2 separate regions of the Sus scrofa genome follow, and region 1 is linked to region 2. Evidence: chromatin contacts called from public promoter capture Hi-C data. All regions are on one chromosome and are shown on one strand. The core of a region is the stretch at or near the end of the contact, and the rest is flanking DNA. Distances in the headings are between cores, read along the strand shown.

What was found. Promoter capture Hi-C pulls out the DNA fragments that hold promoters and counts their contacts.
Region 1: a contact with region 2 is called in a promoter capture Hi-C map of liver, with 4 times the contacts expected there. The contact joins the promoter of ZHX1 here to the promoter of NDUFB9 in region 2. A contact is called at or near these places in 1 of 5 promoter capture datasets (liver) and 1 of 47 Hi-C or Micro-C datasets (liver).

The regions. Positions count from the first base shown.
Region 1 is chr4:16,098,991-16,105,899 of Sscrofa11.1, reverse strand. It overlaps ZHX1 (zinc fingers and homeoboxes protein 1), which reads right to left and starts at 5,120. Exons shown (of 4, transcript XM_013996503.2): 1 at 4,709-5,120.
Region 2 is chr4:15,109,985-15,116,402 of Sscrofa11.1, reverse strand. NDUFB9 (NADH dehydrogenase [ubiquinone] 1 beta subcomplex subunit 9) reads left to right here and starts at 3,122. Exons shown (of 4, transcript XM_013996497.1): 1 at 3,122-3,278; 2 at 6,104-6,296. The coding sequence starts at 3,178. TATDN1 (TatD DNase domain containing 1) reads right to left here and starts at 3,057. Exons shown (of 12, transcript NM_001244525.1): 1 at 3,032-3,057. The coding sequence starts at 3,053.

The DNA of each region.
Region 1 (6,909 bases), core at 3,871-6,370, 990 kb before region 2:
TGGGAACTTCCCACAATTAAATTTTTCTGACTCTTGTTTAAGGCTTTAAGTTATATAACAAAGAAAGTCTTTGTTTAAAAGTTACTAAATGTTGAGAACTAGCATAGTGCTGTGGGTCAGTTATACTTCAAAAACCAAACTCAAAAAAAGATCAGATTTGTGGTTACTGAGACAGAGTAGGGAACACAGGGGAGGAGAATTGGATGAAGGTAATCAAAAAGCACAAACTTACAGTTATAAGATAGACAAGTAAGTACTAAGAATGTACTACTGTACAACATGATAAATGTAATACACGCTGCTGTATGTTATATATGAAAGTTATCAAGAGACTAAATCCTAGTTTTCATCACACACACAAAATTTATTAAATGTTGAAACATAAAATATTTTAAAAGTCCACATAACAATCAATTTTATTTCATTTAAAAATTTTTTTAATTTTTTGTCTTTTTATTTATTTATTTTTTTGTCTTTTTGCCATTTCTTGGGCCGATCCCGCGGCATATGGAGGTTCCCAGGCTAGGGGTCTAATCGGAGCTGTAGCCACCGGCCTACACCAGAGCCACAGCAACACGGGATCCGAGCCGCTTCTGCAACCTACACCACAGCTCAGGGCAACGCCGGATCGTTAACCCACTGAGCAAGGGCAGGGACCGAACCCGCAACCTCATGGTTCCTAGTCGGATTCGTTAACCACTGCCCCACGATGGGAACTCAATTTTATTTTTCATTTCATACCTTTGAGCATGATAAGCAATGCTTTAACAGGTAGTCATTAATCAATTATAATTTATATCCCCCACCCCAGCAGACACATGCTTTCTCTGACTTCGGCCTCAAGATGAATCATTAATATATCATATATTTAAGGGGTGTTTCATAGAACTAACTTCTGATATAAATAATCTTATCCTAGTAATAAAGAGAAATTGTTCACTTTTCACCAACCCTCCACTCCTAAGTACAGCCAAGCCCAGCCAAGTTTTAACAAACTTCTCTTTTACAATATTGGAAGGTAAAAGGGAATGAACTTTTATTTATTTAGTAAAAACAAAAACATAACTATGAGTGAAGTGCTTAAAAATATCAAAATCTTATCTTCCTGCATTTCCTACAGTAACCAAAAAAAGAGAAAGACTTTTAAGAAAGGGGAAAAAGGAGTCAGAAATCCTAAGAGAAATATGAAATCACTAAAATTTAATGACAAAGTTATTTGATTTTAAATGATAAATATGTATATATTTCTACCATTTTAATGTTTTAATTTTTAGATAAGCTTTGATGATTTCTAAAAATTTAAATATAAAAACTGAAAACAAAAATCCTGCATAAAAATGACTTACTCAAATTTCACTGCCTGAATAAATGTTACTCTTAAACTGCTCATATATGCTTTTTTCCCCCAAAGTACATCATCATATTTCTTTAAAACGAAGGTATGTAAGGCCATCTTTACACCTTTTAAATATATTATGGGATACTGATTATAGAAACTGCAAAGATTAAGTTCCTTTAACACCAAAACCTGACAACTACATAAAAATTTACCTAAGTATTAGTTTAAAACAACTTTATAAAATACAGATTTCCAAAATGTAAACACAAATGTACATGCTGTCTCGTAATCTAAATCAGCAGCTTCAGTCACACAAATCTGGTTACTCATGACTACAATCATATCAGAGCAACAAGGATACAATAATATTGTAGAAGTATCAGCTATTATTCAAAGGCTAGTACCATGGTTTTTCCCTTCAAATGAACATAATTGAAATTACTTTTGAAATAACATAGGACGATTTAAAAGGATTTTGAGTTAGAAAAAATTGCCATGTAAAAGTGAATGTGGCTATTACCACAAGTAGTGCAACAGATATTTCCGGACTCCTCCCTGAACAGATTGAATATGATATTAGGTTAAAAACTAGCTTAGGCACTGAACTGTTCATCATTGTTAGTATTCAAATAAGTACAGTCTTTTGAGCCCAAATCTACAATGCTGCAATGCACATAAAAAGGTTATTTCCTCAGCTATACTTGTAATCATTTTAGCAATTTTAAGAGCATTCCATTTAAGTATAAAGAGATAATTTAAAGCAAACCAAGTTCCAAATATCACATTTTTGTGCCCATGTAGCAAGAAAGAAAATGTATAGTGCATCATAACATCACCTTTCAGTCTCAATGTGAAATATAGAAACAAAATGAGCCACCCCACCATGCTATCAAGTTCATTCATAAACTGTAAAACTTTTTTTCATACTTAATGGAAAAAAGAACTTATAATACAAGTATCATTAAAGGTGAAACAACTGCCACAACGTTCATGAATTGTTCTCCAATCCAGTGAAATAATCAGCTCAGCTCACTATAAGGGAGCGACATCTACTAATGAGTTTTCACCAGCACAGGCACTTTATGTTTTCAGCCTTAGCATATTTTCAAACCATCTGGCATCAATGCCTTTCTGGTTCACCCAGCCTAATCTGTTCAGAATTGAATATAAAACTAGACCTACGTGCACTTTGGGGAAACCAAAGAACAGCATACATGAATAATAATGTTCCAAACAGCAGCTCTAAACTAGTTTATACTTGAAATGTGTTTTTTAAAATATTTCTATTGAAGACATTAAAGCTCTTTTTAAAAATACTAGAATGGTTCAAGAAATCTGTATGAGTCATAGCTGTCATGGGTTACCCAAATCTCACTTTCTTTTTTTCTTATTTTAATCTGATCACTAAATAAACCATTTGAAAAGATCCTTCCACAAAAGTCATTGATAAAAATGCTACCATTTCTATACTGAAAGGATCCAAAGTTTTACATCTTATTTTTCCCAAAATTAGTCTGCTTAGCCCTAAAACACTTAGAGTACGGAGGGAAAAACTAAGAGGGAAAAATATTCACGAAAGCCTTTTTTCTTTTATATCCTGTTACAGCATTATTGTTCTTGGCAGCTCTCACATTTCTTTTGCTTAAAAATCAAGAGTCAGAATTGCTACTTAAGAAATTGTTTAAAAAGCTATCGATATTCTAGGGCCAATATCCCTGTTAAAACCAAATCTGCTCATCCTCACTGCTGGCATAAAAAACAAACGACTTTTTCAGGATAATTTTTTAGAAGCAGGGATAATTCACGTAGCACCATATAACACAAGTTAAAGCTTCCAGACAAAGGCTGAGAAACAAGGACCAAGATCAGCAAATCTTAAGGTTAATTCATGTAGGTCATGTACACACATACACTCCAACCCAGTGAATAGTCACAATTCCTGGGAGAAAGCTGCTTCTTCCTCCCTAACTGTGAACCACTCTATTTCCCAATCTTGTGATTTTCCCTTTTCTGCCCTCCTCTTACTCTCCAAGACAATTGCATCTTCCTTTCAAGTTACATGGAATCCCAACCTAATCACATTATAAATTCTCAGTTACCTTTCCTGACATTTCCCCCCACCCCCCGCAAAGATTAGCCTCTTCGCACGTTTTTCTTTAGAGCTGGGGTGAAATGATAGAAAAGCGCTGTGGAATTCCCGCTCTTCCCAGTCTCTTCCCCCATCCCTCCTCTATCCATCCCCTTTCCCGCTTCCTAATTCTTCTACCCCAGGGCCAGGGAGCTTGATCCTAAACTAAGGATATCAAAGGGAACCTTTTTTTTCTCCCGGGTTTTGCATTTTCTTTGCTGTTACCCACGGAGGGGAGAGCTGGGATGTCGAATTGAAACAAAGAATTTCAAGTCCCTTTCCCTAGAACTTTGGAGTAAACACACACACGGAAAGGGCATCAGCCAGGGCTCTTCTTTCCTACCATGAGACCCCCTTCCTCTCACAGCTCCCTCCTAGCCCTTCACTCCTCGGAAAGATCTGGAAACCGTTCCCTTTAGGCCCTAAGGCTTGGAGCGGTCCCCAGTCAGCCTCCTCATCTTCCTCCTTAAAGGGACAGATAATATTTACATTTTCTTGAATCAACTTCTCCCAAAGTTCCAGGGCTTCTTCAAAACCTTATATAGTTCTTAAGGTCTCAACTCTGAGACTCGCCCCGAAATGGGTGCCCAGCCTCTCCTGAAGTGGAGGTACAGCCTTTCCCAGACGGGTTTCTCCGAGCTCCAACCGCAATGCCAGTGCGCTCAGCTCCAGCAAGAGATGACTCCCCAGACTCTCAGGGAGACCGAGTCCCCACGAGGCCACACGCCCCCGCAGGGCAGGGCCCGGCTCCCGATCTCCTCCCCAGGGACCCTCGACATTGCTGGTGCGCTCCGTCCCTGCGGCCCCCGCCCCCCCCCTTCTAAGGGAGACCCGGTCCTCACTCCCTTCAATAATCTCAAGTTGCTCGGTCCTCTCGTAGCCGCGGGGGAGGAGAGGGGTGCTGAGATTTCCCCGTACAAGCCCACCCTCAGCCCCTTCCGCGGCCGCAGAGACCCGAGAACGCAAAAGAGGCTCAGGGTCTGTCCCCCGTCGGCGATCCGGCCCAGGCAGGCCAGGTCCCTCCCCCTCGGAAGCCCCGAGCCGGTCAGCCTGGCCACTCGCGGCGCGGAGCGCGCTCAGCCCCCCGGGGTCTCTGCCCTCGGGCCGCCCTCGTCCAACCAGCCCGCGCGCCGCGCGCCTTCCCGGCCCGCCGCACTGGCCGCGGGCTCTGCGCCGCGGGTTCCTACCCGCAGCCCCGGATGCCCGGGGCCGCTCGTCGCGAAGCCCGCTCGCACCGCTACCTGCAGGGGCCGCCGCGCCTCTCAGCGCCCCGCCGCCGCCATCTTGCATTTCAAACCGGCTGCACTTTTCAAGGAGTCAACTCTGACCTGTGAACCCTACACCCGGAACCGCTCGGCGGTCCGGCTCACGGCTTCAGCAGATCCGCAGACTCGGTGGAACGTAAAGTCTGGGGTGGGGGTGCTAGGCCAGGCGCGCGCCCCAGCGGCCGACCCGGGGCGAGAGCGGGGGAGGGGAAGAGCCGGCCGAGGCGGGGCCCTCCCGCGCGCGCGCGCCCTCCGCGCGCCCCCACCCCGCTCTGCGCCACGCTTTCCACTCGCAGACCCTGCTTCTCCCCTGGGGTTCGACCCTGGCCTCCACCCCCGGATTGGCGCAGGGCGAGAGGTAGGGGGCCGCCCCGCCCCTCTGTCAACAGAAGCCCCGCCTTTTCCAAGTCTCGAAGCGGCCACGCCCCTTGCTGGTGTTAGCTCCGCCCGCTATCGGTAGAAGCCTTTTCTTCACTCAGGTCAATCCAGAAGGCAGCCCCGCCTTCTGTCAGTTGTGGCCCCGCCCCCGGGCGCTCCTTCTTCCTAAAGTCACCGCTGGATCCTGAGAAACGCCCCTTGTCATAAGTCCCATTTGGTGGCAGTACTGTCCAAGCCCGCCCCTTTCGTCGGGAGCCCCTCCTACTGTCAATAGAAGTCGGGTCTTTCTGAAACCCTTCGGGATTCTAGCCCGAAGCTCCACCCCCTGTCAGCTGCTGCCCTGCCACCTCTTGCCTCCAACTCCAACATCAAAAGCCGTCCCTCCACCCGCTGATACCAAAAGTTCGATCCAACCTCACTTTGAACCGCGGGGCAAGACGGAGCCACCCTTTGCTCCCCGAAAGCCCTCCCTCTCCCCCTCACGAGTCACTCTTGTGGGGGGCTTTCTTTTCAAGCCGTGGTCGTCAAATACTGAACAGCTTCAATGCGAACCAGCCCTGCAAAGGAGGCCGGCTAAGGACCCAGGCTTTGGGAAAAACTACCCTCCCCATTTCTCTTCGTCCCTTCTCCCCTCCCCACATCATTTTTTACAAGGAAAAAAGTACAGACCAAAGCAAAGGGAAACAAATCACCTTCCAGGCTACTCTTCACAGAATCTCCGGCCAGGACCTGTGGGAACTTTCCGGCGCCTTGATGTTCGTTCCCCGCCCCCACCCCGGGCATGGACCCTCTGCGCTTTAACAGCAGCGCTCCACTGAGCCACATTAATCCTAAAACATGCAGTTGCTTAAAGTGAAAGCCTGATGGTTGAAATCAGTGCACATCGGCTTCTTTTATTTGTTTGTTTTATCTTAGAATACTAGAACTTGTGGAAGCAGAAGCAAGCAAAGCTTAATCTTGCAAACATAGGTGCTCAGTCCTGCCATGCTCAACACTCTGTGTATACAACAAAACTTTAACACCACTTTAACTCTCCTGGAATTAAATTCATTGATAATGTAAACTATCTACAAGAAACTACTGTAATGTTCTGATAACATAAAGGTGAAATAAGTGAAAGTAACTTATTCTAAAATATTAAACTAATATCAAAAATACTAATAAAATACATTTTCCACTATGGAAAAACTCTGGCACCAATATAATTACAGTCCAAAACAGCCCCAACAAAATTTCAGCACGCCCCCTAGGGGGCAGTACTGTGCCCACTGAAAACTGCCTAAGATTTATCTCTGAGGAAAGGAAAAGCTTCTGATACAGAAATTCACTTTTTTTGTTCATGCCTTTAACGACTAGGTTTTTGAGCATAAGTGAATTCCAGGTACTGTGGAAGATTCAAAGCTGAGTCAGGCAATATTTCTGTCTTCAAGGAGATTACAGTCTAGTAACCAAGCAAAAAAACATGAGCATGAAAACATCAAGCCGGGGAGTTTCCACTGTGGCTCAAAGGATTACCAACCCGGCTAGTATCCATGAGGATGTGGGGTCGATCCTGGCCTCGTCTCAGTGAGTTAAGGATTCAACGTTGCTATGAGCTGTGGTGTAGGTCGCAGATGCATTCCTATCCCAAGTTGTTGTGGCTGTGGGTAGACCAGCAGCTGTAGCTCTAATGGGACCCCTAGCCTGGGAATTTCATATGCAGCAGGTGCGGCCCTTAAAAAATAAAAATCAAGCAAGGTGAGCAGTCAGAAAGATCAAGGATAGCTAGAGACCCTTTTAAGGGTATGGACTAATGAATA
Region 2 (6,418 bases), core at 1,873-4,372:
GCTGGAGACTGAACTGGTGCTGCCACAGAGACAAGCCAGATCATTAACCCACTGCACCACAGTGGGAACTCCTGCTCAGGCAGACATTCATGCAGCAGGTCATAAGCAGAACTTTTTAAACAGCATGGAATAAATATTAACTATCAGTAAGTCAGAACAACAAAGACAGAATGTGTAGTATGATCCCATTTTTGTTATAAGACCAAAACATCTATTTGTGTATTTTTATGATCCTGTATAAATTTATTTAAAAATTAGGGATGGATATAATTTAAACACCAGTTACCTCAGGGGATTATGCAGAAAAAAAGTTATTCCAATGAAATTCATCTTCTTAAAGAAGTTTTTTCTAGCTTATCTGGTTTAGATTCCTTTATCAATTTTCTTGCCATCTTGGTACTAAAATTACACATTCTTTGACCTACTCATTCATACTTCCACTGAATAGTCACCGTACCAGCCCTAGGAAACAAAGGTAAATACCACCGATTATCTGCCTGAAAAGAGTGCATCTAGTGGGAAAGACAGATACATATTTAATTAAAAACTAATGTGACATAGGGTAGAGTTATAAAGTCTTAAGGAACAAGTGAAAAATCAACTAGGCAAGAGAGTAGTCAGTAGGATATTAGAGGTAGGGCCCAGTGGCCCTAAACTACCACTCTAAAACCTTGTCGGAGACAAGAAACAGCACCTCCAAAGGGCTCATAGGGCATAAAAAGAGTGAGCCTGGAAAAGGCGGCAGGACCGGGCCACAGAAAGGCATTCTGTGTGCCATGTTAAGACATTTCAGCTGGCCCAAGGATGGTGACTGAAATATTTGAAGGAGAAGAAAAATGTAGCTGATATGTTTTTTTATACTGTGGAGGCTACACAGAGGATGAATTTAAGGAGACAAAACTTGAGACAGGGGGTTAATTTTTTTTATTATAAACACAAACCTTGAAAAAAAAAAAGTCTTTTCTTTGGTAAGTGTTTCATGGCTCTTACTCCATCTCCCCCATCAGTTTATCAGAGATTGGAGTAAAGAGGCTGAGATATCTGGAAAGTTTAGAGTTTGTGAGGATCTACCTGCCCCTCAACCCCACCCAAGGCTCTCCCTCAGCCTTTTAAAAAAATGTCTTTTGTGGAGTTCCCGTCGTGGCTCAGTGGTTAATGAATCCGACTAGGAACCATGAGGTTGCAGGTTCGATCCCTGGCCTTGCTCAGTGGGTTAAGGATCTGGCGTTGCCGTGAGCTGTGGTGGAGGTTGCAGACTCGGGTCGGATCCTGCGTTGCTGTGGCTGTGGCATAGGCCGGCAGCTACAGCTCCGATTTGACCCCTAGCCTGGGAACCTCCATATGCAGTGGGAAGCAGCCTTAGAAAACGCAAAAAGACCAAAAAAAAAAAAAAAACTCTTTTGTGGCACTTAACACATTCTCCCTGCCCTTGCTTTTGACTGTACAGACCCTCCTGTGTGAAAACTAACTATACCATGAGATTCTTTGTTTTTTTAAGTGGCCACGCCCACAGCATATGCAAGAGATTGAATTCAAGCTGCAGCTGCAACCTACGCTGCAGCTGCGGCAAAACCGCATCCTTTAACTCACTGCACCTGGCTGGGGGCCTAACCTGGCCTCAGCAGCGACCTGAGCTGCTACAGTTGGATTCTTAGCTCACTGCAGCACAGCAGAACTCCCCAGATTCTTTTTACAATTCCACATACTTAGTACAATGTCTTTGTAAAAAATGTCACTTAAATTAACTCTCAGATCTAAATTTATAATCTTAACCACTCTCCTGAGTGCCAGACATTTCCAATTGCTCAGTAAATATCTCTACCCAAAAGGTCCTATAAGAGTCTGAAACTTAACCGAATCCAAACGGATCTTGCTGTAGCACCCAGCCACTCCCATTACGTTTCCATTTCACATTTAGGTTATTTATCCCAACCCTGAATCATCTCTGTTCTCTCCTTTATCTGACATAAACACTCAGCTGCTAAACGCTGCATACGTATCTCTCTTCTCTTTGTCTCTCCCGTTTCCGGTGTCGTAGTTCAAGCTCTGAAATGCTTCTCTGCCTCTCCCTACGCCCCACCAAACCTAACAGCTGTCAGGATTACTGTACTAAAGCAGAGATGTGATCACTGTCATTTTCCACCTTCAAGTAGCTGGAAACTTCACAAAAACAAGGATCATGCCCAGCTTTACCCACTGCTGTATCCCATAGCCCAGGGCCCCCAATATGTACTGGCCCTCAATGATTTACTTAATGAATGCTCCTGGTGAAAAGTCTTCAGCGAGGCTCTACTCTATACACAGTAAAATTAACCTCATCAAGACATTCGAGTCCCAAGTTACCCTTCCAATCCTAGCTCTCACACTGTCCCATACTTGTAAATGCCTGATACAAGTATGCTTATTCCTTTAGTTTCTGTCGCATTTTCCCTCTCTTGTTCTACCCATGCTGAATGGATTACCGTACTTGTCAGGTAATAGAACTTGTTTCTCTTCCCGCTATTTATGCCGTCAGTTTCCCCACCAGATGGGGATGACAGCAGAGCAGGGACCTGGCCTGTATTCCTAGGCCGGTGCCGGGCAAACCAGGGTCGAACCAGGGTCGTTCAGTAACTGCGATATGAACGCACGAATTAGCGAATAAACGGGTGCCTCGAAGCTATCCTCCTCTCCACCGCGGAGACGGGAAAAGGCGGGAGGTGCAGAAGGGATGGAGGGTCAGCTAGGGACTGGCCTTCTGGGGTTTTTTTGGTAGCTCTGCCTCCTTTTATCTTTTTATTCAATACAACGCATGCTGGGAAAAGCATAAATCATAATGCAGCTCGTGAATTTCCACAAATAAGCACACCCGTGAAGCCAGCACCCAAACCGCGATCCTGAACATTATTAGCACCCAGAAACCTCCCCGCGCCCTCTTCCATAGGGTGCACTTTCAACCCGCAAAGAGCCGGAGAGCTCACATCCTGGGCCCTCCGGCGGCGGTGGGCGACGCCTGAGGATTGCAAGGCCAAAGATCCAGGAAAAGTCTTACCCACGAACTTGAACCGGCTCATGACTGCAGCCCTGGCTCCTCCCCGGCGGAAGCGGAAGTGGCCGCCGCTCGCCCCGCCCTTCCGGGGAAGCCCCACCCCTCGTTTTCCGGCAGCGCCCGCGGCCGCTGAAGGTGAGCGGGCCGTCATGGCTTTCTCGGCGCCGGCGGCCTACCTGACCCACCAGCAGAAGGTGCTGCGGCTTTATAAGCGGGCGCTGCGCCACCTGGAGTCGTGGTGCGTCCACAGGTGAGAGAGGGGGACCCACGGCGCGGGGAGGTGAGGCGGAGGCCTCCACGGAGGCCGAAAGGCCCTAGTGACCCGGGGGGAGGGGAGAGAGGTGTCAAGGACTTCGGGAACGGGGTGGAAGGCGACGTCTCGACCCACAGAGCCCCCGCGTAGACCCGGGTTCGAATGCAGACTTCGTCGCCCGCAGGTGCGCGAGACCTTGAAGAATTGCTTATTTGGCCCAGGCCTCACTTTTCTGATCAGGAAAATGGACACAGGACCCAGTGTCGAGGGTGGCATGTCGATTAAGAAAGTGCCTCCGGCGTTCACTAAGTAATAGTTTTCTTCATGACCTTCTCGTTCCTAATATTAGCAGTAATAATCTATGCATATTTTCTCTTGTCCTCACAACTCTGGGAGTTAGGGATTATTTGGCCTTATTTTATAGATGAGGAGAGAGAAGCTAGAGAGTAATTTGTTCAAGGCCCTGAATCTGGTAAGTGGCCAGCCAGGATTAAAACTCAGGTGTCTTAACCACAAAGCATCATTATCCTTCCCATCAGCTTTTCTTGTTTTAGCTTCATCCATTCCTTTTTATTATCTTCACATTGCATGAATTCTCATCATCTCTCTCTCTTCATCTAAGATTAGTCATAGAACATATTCATAAAACATACAGATTTTTGTGACCTACACGCAATGCATGGTGGGGTGACAACCCAAAATGTGTGAATGCCAGACCTCCACTCCCTTAGCCAAATCCTAAAACCTTGTCCCACAAAGAAGGGCCTTTGAGAAAAACCTCTAAACAATGAGAAACTGAGTACATCTGGAAGAGTTGTGGAAAGGATCCTTGATTGCATATATGGGCTTATTGTAAAGTCATTGACCTACTTCTCTTTGCTAAGTAGGAAGATGGCCAGGTTCAAGGTTGTAAGATTAATTACTTCCCTAATTTCTCCTTATTCATTCATCTGACAGAATTTGCATTCCAGGTGTATGCTGACTGATGCATAAATAAGCCTATAAGGCTTCTTTCTCATCTGTAGCAACTAGTGGATAAATGGGGAAGATGGACCTATAAACAAATAGATAACATGGAGAATTATCAGTTATATAAAAAGGAAGGAAGTTGAGCCGTCAAGAATTCTACATATAGAGTTCCCATCGTGGCTCGGTGGTTAACGAATCCGACTAGGAACCATGAAGTTGTGGGTTCGATCCCTGGCCTTGCTCAGTGGGTTAAGGATCCAGCATTGCTGTGAGCTGTGGTGTAGGTTACAGACTCGGCTTGGATCCTGCTTTGCTGTGGCTCTGGAGTATGCCAGTGGCTACAGCTCCAATTCGACCCCTAGCCAGAGAACCTCCATATGCCACGGGGGTGGCCCAAGAAATGGCAAAAAGACAAAAAAAAAAAAAAAAGAATTTTAATCTGAGGGAGTTCCTGTTGTGGCTCAGTGGGTTACCAACCCGACTAGTATCCAAGAGGATGCAGGTTTGATCCCTGGCCTCTCTCAGTGGGTTAAAGGGTTCAGCGTTCCTGCGGCTGTGGCATAGGCCGACAGTCCCAGTTCCCATCCAACCCCTAGCCTGGGAACTTCCACATGCCACAGGTGTGGCCCTTAAAAAAAAAAAATTTCTACATCTTAGAAAAAGTTCAGTCTTAAGAAGAAAGGATAAAGTAGTAACTATGATAAAACTAATTTAGCATTTCTTTAAGTCTCATTAAAATCTTTTCTCCAGTACTTGATTGATTTTTTTTTTCTTCCATTTGCCCTCAAAGTGCTGTTTGTTCTGCATGGGTCCGTCCTAGTCCCTTGGTTATTGCTATGTAAAGTTTGGGTAACCCATCTAACACTGGGACTTTGTTACACCTAGCCTCATTTGTCGCTAGAGCTGTATTTCCAGCTGTTAAATTACCTACAGTTCTCTGAAACGGAACCTGTTCTCTTTTCACTACCTCATTTTGGTTCTTCTCCCAAATTCCCTGGCTCAGCTAATGGTATTCCTAGTGATCATTCAGCTTTAAGTCTTAGCATTATTTTCAAGAACTCCCTACTAAACCACTATGCCAACGACATACATACTTGTTTGCCACGTACAATTGGATGTGGTTTTTGTAAATTCTCTTCCCAATATAATAATATTAGTAGCTGACACTGGGCCCTGGGGTGTACCAAGCACTGTCTGAAGTGTGTTTATATGTTTTACCTTCTCAAGTCTTTAGGGCAACCCTAAGGTATCGATAAGGTCATGGAGGAGGAGGAACCCATGGCCTAATTACTTTAATTTACCCTAGATTACACAGCAAGTAACTGCTGAGCTAAGATTTAGCCCTAAGCAATCTGACCTGATAGCCCACTCTAATAGCTTTGTAGTCTAAGTGCTTCTCTCCTGTCACCATCCATCACTATTGCCTGCTTTAGGCCGTTGTCATCTGAGGCCTGGAATACTATCAAAACCCCAGAAATGATCTCTGCCCGTGGTTTCTTCTAGAAACTGACACTTGCCTAAGGTGTCGGTCAGAATTCAAACCCAGGTTTGTCTGTTACAGCAGTATTGTTTCTACCCTGCCTTCGACATCTTTGTATCTCCAGAATTTAGCACCCAGCACAAGGTAGGAGGAAATTCATTAAGAGGACAACAGTACAGTAGCTTTTGCTGCTGGTGTTCGGGACTCTGCCAAGGAAGCTGTCGTGATGATGCAGCTGCTCCATAGGCAGGGCCTGGGAAGTTCCCCTACTCACCTGGAAGGCGTTAGCGGAAGTACCGCCCCTTGTCAGATGGTAATACTGCCCAATTGAGTAGATAAAACATTTCTAATCTCTCAATCATTCTGGTTGAAGGGACAAATACCGGTACTTTGCTTGTTTGATGAGAGCCCGATTTGATGAACACAAGAATGAAAAGGATATGGTGAAGGCCACCCAGCTGCTGAGGCAGGCCGAGGAGGAATTCTGGTACGGTCAGCACCCTCAGCCATACATCTTCCCCGAGTCTCCTGGGGGCACCTCCTACGAGAGATACGAGTGTTACAAGGTGGGTGAGCACCACAGGGGTCTCGAGCCCCAAACCTCAGCCGCGGAAACCACTTGCCCTTTTAGGGGCAGCTAGGAGATTCCTTTCCTGACAGTTAGCCTTTTTCTCATGTGTTAGTTTGC